2 separate regions of the Gossypium arboreum genome follow, and region 2 is linked to region 1. A link is a contact called in public Hi-C data. All regions are on one chromosome and are shown on one strand. Each heading gives the region's core, a stretch centred on a gene start, on an enhancer-like site or on the middle of the called end of the contact. The rest is flanking DNA. Distances are from core to core; before and after follow the strand shown.

Region 1 (5,201 bases), core at 149-2,648:
CAGGCATTTGAGTTCCCAAACCAACTCATAAGCAGATTTTATAAACTTAATACTGTTTCTGAAGTTCTTTAAGCGTTAAGGATCATGTTTTAGCACCTACTTTCTGAATTATAAATAGGATTCTTTTTCATCAGTTACTTATTATTTTCAAGACGAATGAAGATTAGATTGTCTAGATTCATATTTTGGATTTAACGTCAACCGAGACTTTAAATCCAACTTATGATGGTAAGGAAATCTTTGAGTAATCACTAAAACGTATATTGAAAAATATTTTATAAAAAACAATTCGACTGAATCGTAAATCTAAAATTTCCCATCTTTGTAGAAGCATTAAAAAAATAACAATTTGCATGCCAAGGAAGTGCGTATCAAAATTGGAGAGAGAATAAATACAAATAAAATCTGAGATATTTGGGTTAATATCTAGTTTGCCCCTAAACTTATCTAAAAATATTTAGTTGATACTTTTTTTTTGTACTTGAATTTGTATTCTACCACTCAAGTTAGTACTTCTCCATTAACACTATTAGTTTCTATTAACGTGGCATTGATAAACAATCTAGTGTTGACACATGTGAGAATAATTTTAAAATTTTTAAAAAATTATTTAAAAATAAATAAAGTAATAAAAGAGTAAATTTTTGTTGAGGTTCATTCTTGATGTTATACCTTTTTAAATTAATTTATATATTTTATATATTTTTTTAAATTTTAAAACTTATATCTGCTACGCAGGCCCGTTCTTGACATTTGATGAAGCATTTATGATGAAAAATTAAAAATCTTAGGCATTTAATTAATTTATTTTAGTTTGAAATTTTTTTCCCCACATTAAAAACTGATTTTTTGGGCCCTAGGTAGCTGTACTATCAAACAATCCTAAGGCCGAGCCTATTGCCATGTGGGATATTGAGAGGCTTCCACGTATCACCTACAGATTGGTTATCAATGCCCCGTCAATATAAATTAACATTGTTAGTGTAGAGATACCAACTTAGGTGATAGAATATAAGTTCATGTACCAACTAAATGAAAAAACAAACTAAACATTAAACTAAGTTTTTCGGTGTAAAAAAATCAAAAAGGAAGCAACTTTTTTTTTGTAGGAGTTGACCTTATCCATAAATATACCAAGTTTACTTCAATGGGGTTACGTTACCTAACCAAGTACAAGGTGGATCATACTTGGACAATCTAAAAGTGCACTGCTCAATTCCAAAATTACCAAAAAAAGAAAAAAAAAAATTGCTGCTCTTTGAGTACTTAGGAAAAATGTCTAACATATATGTGTATATATTTAAATTAGGTCAGTATATGTTTAACATATATATTAGGTTAGCAGTTTGCAATATCAGTAATCTTATATTTAGTAACAAATTTTTTATAATTTGAATAACTGAATTAGGTGCCCAACCCATTACGTCGGCAGGCTTACCTATTGGGTTATATATAGCCTAGCCCATTAGATAGGAAGCTCACTTACTATTGCATTTGAATTATTAATTTTCTATAGAAAAGTGTTATGGAAAAATATACGTTGATGTACCGTTATTCAGCACTTATATTAGATTTAATTTATGTTATTTTTTTAACATTAATCTCCTTATAGTTTTTTATTACATTTATTTTTTTATATAAAATCTAGGACTGTTCATAGCCCATCCTCAACTATTAAATAAGAGGATAATGTACTTCAACGCACTTAAATCTACGCCCTCCTGCATTGATAACAATACTGATACCAATCAAAACTTAGACTCACTCAACCAATTTATGTTATTTTCACTACTCTAATTTCGTGACTAATGACTTATATTTTAGAAACAAACTAAAAACTTTAAGAGAAATGTTTTCCATCTCAAGTCTAATTTTAATCTTCTTAATTTTCTTATTTCCACCCAAATTCTGTCATATATTATACATATAACATTATAATATATATATATATATATATATATATATATATATATATTATCTATAATATTCATAAAAGTACGAGCTTGAGAAACTTTTTAAACCAATAAGAATATTTTTTTTATTTTTCATTATATTACTAAATTAATATTTATAAATAATTATAATCAATTTAAAAAGTGGAAAAATATATCATAGTAGAGATATTAAAATAAAATTTCTAATAATTATAATAACTGTAAATTTATTAGTTGAAAAAGAAATATATTATAATAAAAGAGTTTTAATAATTATCTTATAGATTTAGATTTAGTTAAAAGTATAAAAAATAAGAAGAAGTCTACAAAATGAATTAATATATTATATTTATAATAAAATAAAATTTTTGAAAATTATATTAAATTTAGAAGATGTGCTAATTATATTATATTATAGATTTATTTTTGTAATCTAATTTAGATTTAGTAGTTAAAAATAAGATACTATAATTGTTTTAAAAAAATTATGATATTTCTATAAAAAAATTATTGTAGTTATATTAAAAATATATAATAATGATAATAATAATATAATTTAGATTTATTAGTTATAAAATAGTATATGTATGGTAATTCTATTAGGAAAAGTTGTGATATTTTATTAATGTAAAATAGAGTTATATTTTGAAAATAAGTCTAATTAAAAAAGGAGTTAGCATAAAATAAGGATTTATTTAGATTAATTATCACTTAATTAATAGTAGAGTTATATATCAATTAAAATTTAAGTTTAGCTCTATAAATAGCATTTAGTAATTTAACATATTCAATCAAGTGACATCAAACAAGAATTGCCCATAAAAATTGAAATTTTTAGTATCGCATAAAGAATGGAGCGTTAAAGACATGATTCTTAGAAGAGAATAGAAAGATTATTTTAATCGATGATAAGATAATATGATCTGTTATTAAAGAATTTTATATTGTGTAAAGCAAATACTCTTTAATTAAAAATAAATTTTAATCATTATTATTAAATAGTTTTTGTATTTATTATGAAAAATATAATATTTAAAAATTAATTAAATATTAAATGCAAAAATCACGTGACAATAAAAACTAATATGTATAAAGTATACAACTATTAATTTTATAATTTGTTATAATATTATATAATATATAGCATATGATATGCATTATGGTATACTATAATGTGTGATTTAATAACTTCACCGTATAAAGTTACTACGAATATTAATTATCCTCACTAAATGATACATTTAAATATACATATTTTTACTCCATATTTAGAGCTATTTCACTAAACATAGATATTATAAAAAAATTAAATCAATATCTTAATTTTTTTCTTTTCAAGTTCCATTCTTATTAACATTTTTAAGTTACGCGTGTTGTATGTGAATGCACATATAATTATTTTTATAATATTACTGATAAAAATTATAATTAATTATAAAAATTAATTGGTTAAACTTGACTAAAATTTGTGTATAACTTTAACCATATTCTAAAAAATTAATAAACTAAGGCCACGTTTGGTTCAGTGTAATGGAATAGGGTTGTAATGGAATAGAACTGTAATGGAATAGAGTTGTAATAGAATAGAACTGTAATAGCAATTCAATTGTTTGGTTGAATGAAATGGAATAGAATTATAATAATATTCTTGTGTTTGGTTGAATGGAATAAAGTTGTAATAGCATAAGAAAAGAAGCTGAAATGACCAAAGTACCCTTAGAAGAAATTTTGTTAATAGGATGATTATTGTTATTAAATTTAATAGGATTATTATTAGATATAATTTAATAAAAATAATAATACATAATTTAACCCTATTTTAATAAATTTATTATTAATTATAATTTAACAATAATAATATATAATTTAATAATATTCTTAATATAGCAATTATTAAAATATAAATTAATAAAAATAATATATAATATTACAAAAATAATATACAACCTACTTTATTATTTTTAAAATATAATGCATATTTAATGTGTTAGAATATTATTAGCAAAACAAATAATTTAGCATATATATCATAATCTCTATGTTACTTAAAGAATAATTAAAAAGAATAATTTAAAGAATATATTGTCTCAAATATTTTTACTCATAGATGATATTGATATACAGAAAAAAGAACTAATGAAATTGTTATATTGTGTATATATATTTTAACATATTTTCGTTAATTTATTTATGCTGCTAGACGTGTATAATATAAAAATTTCATGTAAAATGAACAATAAAGATTTAAATTTGTAATCACAAACTCTCATGCAACTTCATTTTTACATGTGCCAAACTTCACAAAGAACATTGATTGAAAGTATCTATTCACAAAGAATAGCATTAAGGTTCCTTTAAAATATTGACCGAGAGTATTCTATAGAATCAAATATGATAATACAAGACTATTTTAATCTAATATATATTAATAAAATTATTAAACATATAAAGCTTCCTCGCATCAATGACTGAATGTATTTTAGAAGCTAGAAAATACAAAGCAAGAATACCAATAGATGAATATACTTGAATAACATGCAACCATTGGCTCCTCTTCTTGAAAATTTGTAAAGCTTTTGCAGTTGCAATCAATGGAAACTCAAGATCCTAAGCTACCCATTTGTTAAATCCAATAAATTAGTTACAAAGAATTGAAAAGGACCAACGATGGCTACTGCATACACTTCCTCGTAAAAGAAAATAGTAATAATAACAACTCAAGGTCGTGGTCAATACAAGCCAACATAATAACATACAATAGTGAATCAAGGCAGAAAAGTAGTCACTTGAATATCTTTCAAGTAGCCTCTAAAATGAGATAAGATACAAATCAAAAAAAAAAGAAAAGAAAAGAAAAAAACATATATAATGAGAAAACCAAAAAGTGTTTGAATTCAATCATGGAAGAACAATATTCACCTTGGCATCTTTCCCCCAATCCGTAATGTAAGATATAACATAAATGTGAATGAAACATAGAATGTTGAATCAATGGTGAAATACATCTGCATTGTTCATTAGTTAAACAAAGGCATTAGAATTCAATCATGGCAGAGCGATATTCATTTCGGCATCTTCCCCCCAAACCGTAACATAAGATATAGATACAAGTTGGCTAAAAGAGTGTCCAAATAGTAAAAGATGCGAGACAAGTTAAGTACGGCCATTGCAAACCAATCATATCGCATCAACAGAGAGCTCTCCTCAAACCCATACAATAGTGTCAATTTAATATATCAAGAAGATGAAAAAAATTGTAATAAGTAC
Region 2 (5,073 bases), core at 800-3,299, 260 kb after region 1:
TAAGAAAAATCTTTCTAAAGGAGAAGATAAAGATGAAACAATTTTTAGAACCCATCTTGAAATCGATTGGTTGGATGATCCAAATGCTTCTGTGTCACGTCTCTAAAACCAGAAGCTACTCGTCCTGACCCGATCAAATCCGCTCCACGGGTTGAACCATGACCGAACCCATTTCCTACTGGGGCTCCAATGCAAGTGTAATTAGAGTCGGATACACCCAGATAGTTTAGGTTTTGGGGATGATATTGTGAATGTGACAAAGTGCTGCTTCCGAGGGCATGTCCTACATAGTAGTCGTTGACTGAGTGAGCTGGGTATTGGGGAAGGTGGGAGGAGCTGAGGCGTGAGGGCGATGGTTGTAAATATGGTTGCGGTGGCTGTAATATTGGAGTTGGAGGCATCAAATTTGATGAAGCAGAAAACAATCTTGGTGGGCAAACTGTTCTAAATGGGAGTGTTGGATCACCGAGATTGCCTGCGGGATGGTAGCTTGGATGGTAGCTGCAGTCATTGGAACATCAGCAACCGCAAAATGAAGTAATAAAGGATAAAGATGAAAATTGGAGTAGCAGAAAAAATCCGTCTCTATACATATGTGTCAATCTTGAAGGAACATACCCTGGATTCCCTGGGGTGGCCAAGTTATCGTTACTGAAAACCAGCTGCCGAGCCCGGTTCAGTGTCTCTGTCTCCCTTTCTGACCACCCAACAACAGCAATCAAATCAAATCAAATAAAATAAAACACTAGTGTCACAACCAGACCAAGAAATTCAGCAACAAAACCAGCATATATAGTTTTCATCAAGATCGATGTGACCAAGCCATCGTCATTATAACAACCTTTGACGAATCCCCAAAGTGTGTAAAGATAGTGACCTAGCTAATCTACCTCAAAAACCATGTGGGAATAAACAAGTGAAATGACTTGCCTTGGCGATGGCGGTTCATGTGTCCCCCAAGAGCTTGAGATTTGCAAAACTTGAGCGAACAAAACCTACATTCATAGACCTTCCCGCACTCATCTTTCCCATCCCTGCCGCCGCTTTTCTTTGTCCTATAGCCTGCTTCAAACAACACCAATTAAAGCTCTTCCCACGACACCATTCTTGCCCCAAACCCCCAACCCTAATCCATCCAAACCCAACAAAAATTATTTTAAGTTTCAAACCCTCAATCTCTTGCTCTTTCCTTTTCCACCTCTTCCTTTTATATTAAACTTGTGCTCCTTTTGAAGTTTATAAACACAGCTAGGCCACTCTATATAGAGTGTTGAAAAGCGTGAAGCAAAAGAAAAAGAAAACATATCTTTTCTGTTCAAATCTAGGACGAGAACCAGAGTGTGTGTATATATATGTGTGTAAATATATTTTCTTCATTGTTGTTTTATTCAAGGCTTATTACTAATATCATAGTAGCAGATATATACCAGAGGACCCTTCCTCAAACACCTGTTTACCATCCCTAGTGTATTCGTCGGGCAAGTTGTTGAGGTCTAGGGGGTTCTTCTCAGGTCTCCTGCAAAACCAAAATAGAAAAATCAATTAATTAGGAGATGGTAGAGAAAGACAGTAAAAAGGAAAAAAAGAAGGAAAAAAAAAGGGGTAGAAGATGAAACCTACATGGATGGTACCGACAGAGAAAGACAGGAAAAAAATATGAGGTGAACAACGTTTCAGATGGGAAGATAACTAAAGCTTTAGAAAATTGTAAGACTTGAGTTTGGGACTGCAATAGAGAGGGTGGTTGAGTGAAGGTGGAGAAAAGGAGCATTGAAAGTTCTCTATCAGTTTCTCTGCCATCCTCTTTGGACTCATCTCCTCCCCTCTTTCTCTCTCTTTATCTCTTTTCTCAATTTGAAACAACAATAAGGGACAGTGGCTCTCGCAACTTGAAATAGGAGATGGCCAGTATTTGTGTTTATCAACTCTTTAGTCATTTGTTGCTACTGATTTCGTTGGTTTGATAGAAACACGTTTGCCCTTTCGAATGCAACTCTATTATACCCTACTAAACTATTTCCATCAAAGATAACCCAAAACTTCAAAAACGTTCAGAGATCGTAAAGTGTTAAATGCAATATATTACATTAGTAAAGTGTTAAATGTAATAATAAGATATATTGCATTAATTTAAATTCAAACCCTAAAAGTATATTGTTAGGAAATACATTTGCAAACTCTAAAAAACTTAGTCTTTATAAACCAAAATCAAACATAAATTGCTGTTCACAATCAGACATGCATATAAGAAAATGGAAAATTGAAGGACATGGTTTAGAGTTGAAGATTAAGGTTGGGAAATACTCATAATGTGAAGAAGTGGGTGTGGTAAAAGTTTAATGGTTGGTCCCCATGTAGGTTGAAGGGCTTCCTGGGCAATATCATTGTACCCTGAGCTTTGCCATGAAACAATGAACTGTTTCTCTATTTTTATCTTTTATTTATTTAATTTGCGCAGCATGGAACAAGGAACCGTTACTATCAAGATCTCATTATCAGGTTTTTTGTGATCTAAGTTGGATGTAGACTGAACCCCACAAAGTGTTGTTTTATTCTTTGGAACTCCCTTCGTTGCTTGATCAATGCCCTTCACTAAAACCAATATTTTATTTTGGTTTATTTATTTATTACGTGTAGAAATTAATTGATATGTTGTTCTACCATGCAGCTACGCTTCTTTATTTTTCCTCTATTCTGTAAACTCTCCCAATGCCTTCTGTTAATGCGTTGGCTCGAATTCTACTTAGTACATTTTACGTTTGTTAACGCATAATATTATATATGAGTCTAAAATTTTAATTAAATTTGTTTATATTTATAAATGATTAACCTTAAACTTATTTTAGACCTTTGAAAAATATATTTATATTATTTTTAATTTAATAATTTAATATATTTTTATTTATTAAAATTTTATATATGGTCACCTTAACATTTTTAATATTTATATTATAATAATATTATATAATTTTTGTTAAAGTTCAATTTTTCAATTTAATATTATGCTTAGATCTTGAAAGTTCAAACTCGAGTATGACTCATTTTTAAATATGTCTAATTTTTTACATATACTTATTTTTCGAGCCAAATTTTTACCCATATCTATTTAAATTTCGGACTAAACTTTGAATTTAAGTGAACAGATTTACTCATATGCAAACTATTGGAATTAAAGATGGTTGGAAAAAAGAGTGAAAAAATATGATAGAAGTTTCATTTTACTTTGTTCCAAATATTACCTTTTAATTTATCAAAGCTATTAAAAATACAATTTTAAAACTATGGTCAACATGGTTAGAGTATTTTGTTTCTATTTGGTTCAAAATTAAAGTTCAATTAAAAAACTACTCAAATAAATCTAAATTCAAAAATATCCAAATAAAAAAATTAATTTTCAAAATTACAAAATTATCATGACACACACAAAAAAAAGTCTTTTTCATTATTCTTTTCATTTGCGAAAATAAATAGAGTTAACTATATAAATAACCATTCAATTATTAACGGTTTTAGTCACATAAGTTCAAATATTTTTATTTTAGTCACTAATATTATCAAAATTTAAGATGTTGATCATTCATCAATTAAATTACTAAAAATGTTGACGTGACATTTTATTGGTATAATAACAATTTTAGCCTTATATTGTTTACAGATTATATCAATTTGGTACTAATTAAAAAAATCAAAACGTTCTATAAATTTAGTCTTAATTATAAAAAAGTAGTATTTAAATTTAAAAAGTAAAAATTAAAAATATTTAAAAGTTCATTTTTCGATTAAAATACATACAAAATTATAAATAAATGAACACCCATTTTCTCCTTGTCAAACATGAAATTCATTTATTAAAATAATAATTTTATAAATAAAATAATTTTCTTTAAAAACCTCACTAACAAGACTTAAACTAGATTCAAACTTCTCTCTCTTGTTTTATTTTATAAATAATAATTTATTTATTATATGTCTAGCTTTTGTTCCTTAGTCCTCACTAAATTTGCTGCGTTTGGCATCACCTTCACTCACAACCACTAGCACCAACAACCCTTTCTCTAAACTCCTCAATTTTCACATCCTTCATTATTGTGTCATTGACCTAGGAATCAATTGTAGAGTTGCTGGCATCGCCTTTCACCTACTAGGTCTCCATAACCTCATCCTCACCTATATATTCCCAAATGCCTGCCCTTAAGTACAACCTCATATGCAACAAACTCGTTCTAGGCAACTACCTAAAGACATCGTTTCTTACCTTTTTCAACCTCAAACTATAATTTTTGACCCAACGTGTAACACCCCAAATCCTAGAAGTTATGACCGGATACTGAGGAATTACATCGACTCATTCAAAGCTTTTGTTCTAATCAAACTTAGTGCATGTTCCAAAATATAAAATTCTGGCAAAAACTCTCATAGATGATTTGAAAAACCAAAGTTCGAAACACTTATTTAAAGCCTAGAACTCAAATCGCCTTTTGAAAGTACAAATGTTGGCATATCATTTTCAATATTAAAACAATCATTCGTTAAAAACCATAAATTTTATTTATAGAAATACTTAAGTGACTACTTAATCCTGCAGCGGAAAGATTATCAAAACTTTAGTTTTGAAAACCGTAATCCATTTTTTGTTAACTCATATGATTTTGTAGTTTTATGTTAGAAAATATCAAATACCGACAAATAAAAAATCAAAATCGAAACCAAAATCAAGCCCAAAACAAAACCAAAACTGAAAACTTAGTCCAAAAATCAAAAGTCCGAAAAAAACTTAATTAACTAAAAATAATCAAACCAACTTAAGTGTAAAACCAATCTGAGCTCCCGCACACCTTTCGGCCTAAGTTGGAAGTTAACCTGAAACGTATTAAGCAAACAAATGAGCTAGAAGCGCAGTGTGTGACTCAAACCACAAACATAATTTTATTTAACAAGCACATATGTAAATGTCATCACAAAATTTTACTTATAATGTACAAATATCATATCAAAATGTTGTATTACCAAAAATATATATCATATCATTATGTCATATTTCCAGAACATATTTCGGATCGGGATATCATATTT

What was found. A called contact is a pair of places that touch in the nucleus more often than the background predicts.
Region 2: a contact with region 1 is called in a Hi-C map of leaf, with 2.8 times the contacts expected there. The contact joins the promoter of LOC108475797 here to the enhancer-like site in region 1. A contact is called at or near these places in 2 of 5 Hi-C or Micro-C datasets (both in leaf).

What each region holds. Positions count from the first base shown.
Region 1 is chr3:10,768,738-10,773,938 of ASM2569848v2, forward strand. It overlaps LOC108474477, which reads left to right. Exons shown (of 6, transcript XM_017776414.2): 6 at 1-63. Among protein-coding and RNA genes, the nearest start is that of LOC108474477, 9.3 kb to the left of the region's middle. Within about 2 kb of position 1,399, at least 1 of the 2 cell types and tissues checked has an H3K27ac peak or open chromatin away from gene starts, as enhancers often do. A contact at or near this core is called in leaf, where this site is marked.
Region 2 is chr3:11,030,407-11,035,479 of ASM2569848v2, forward strand. It overlaps LOC108475797 (zinc finger protein JAGGED-like), which reads right to left and starts at 2,050. Exons shown (of 5, transcript XM_053026206.1): 1 at 1,621-2,050; 2 at 1,428-1,516; 3 at 931-1,065; 4 at 619-697; 5 at 1-501. The coding sequence starts at 1,622. The coding sequence ends at 45.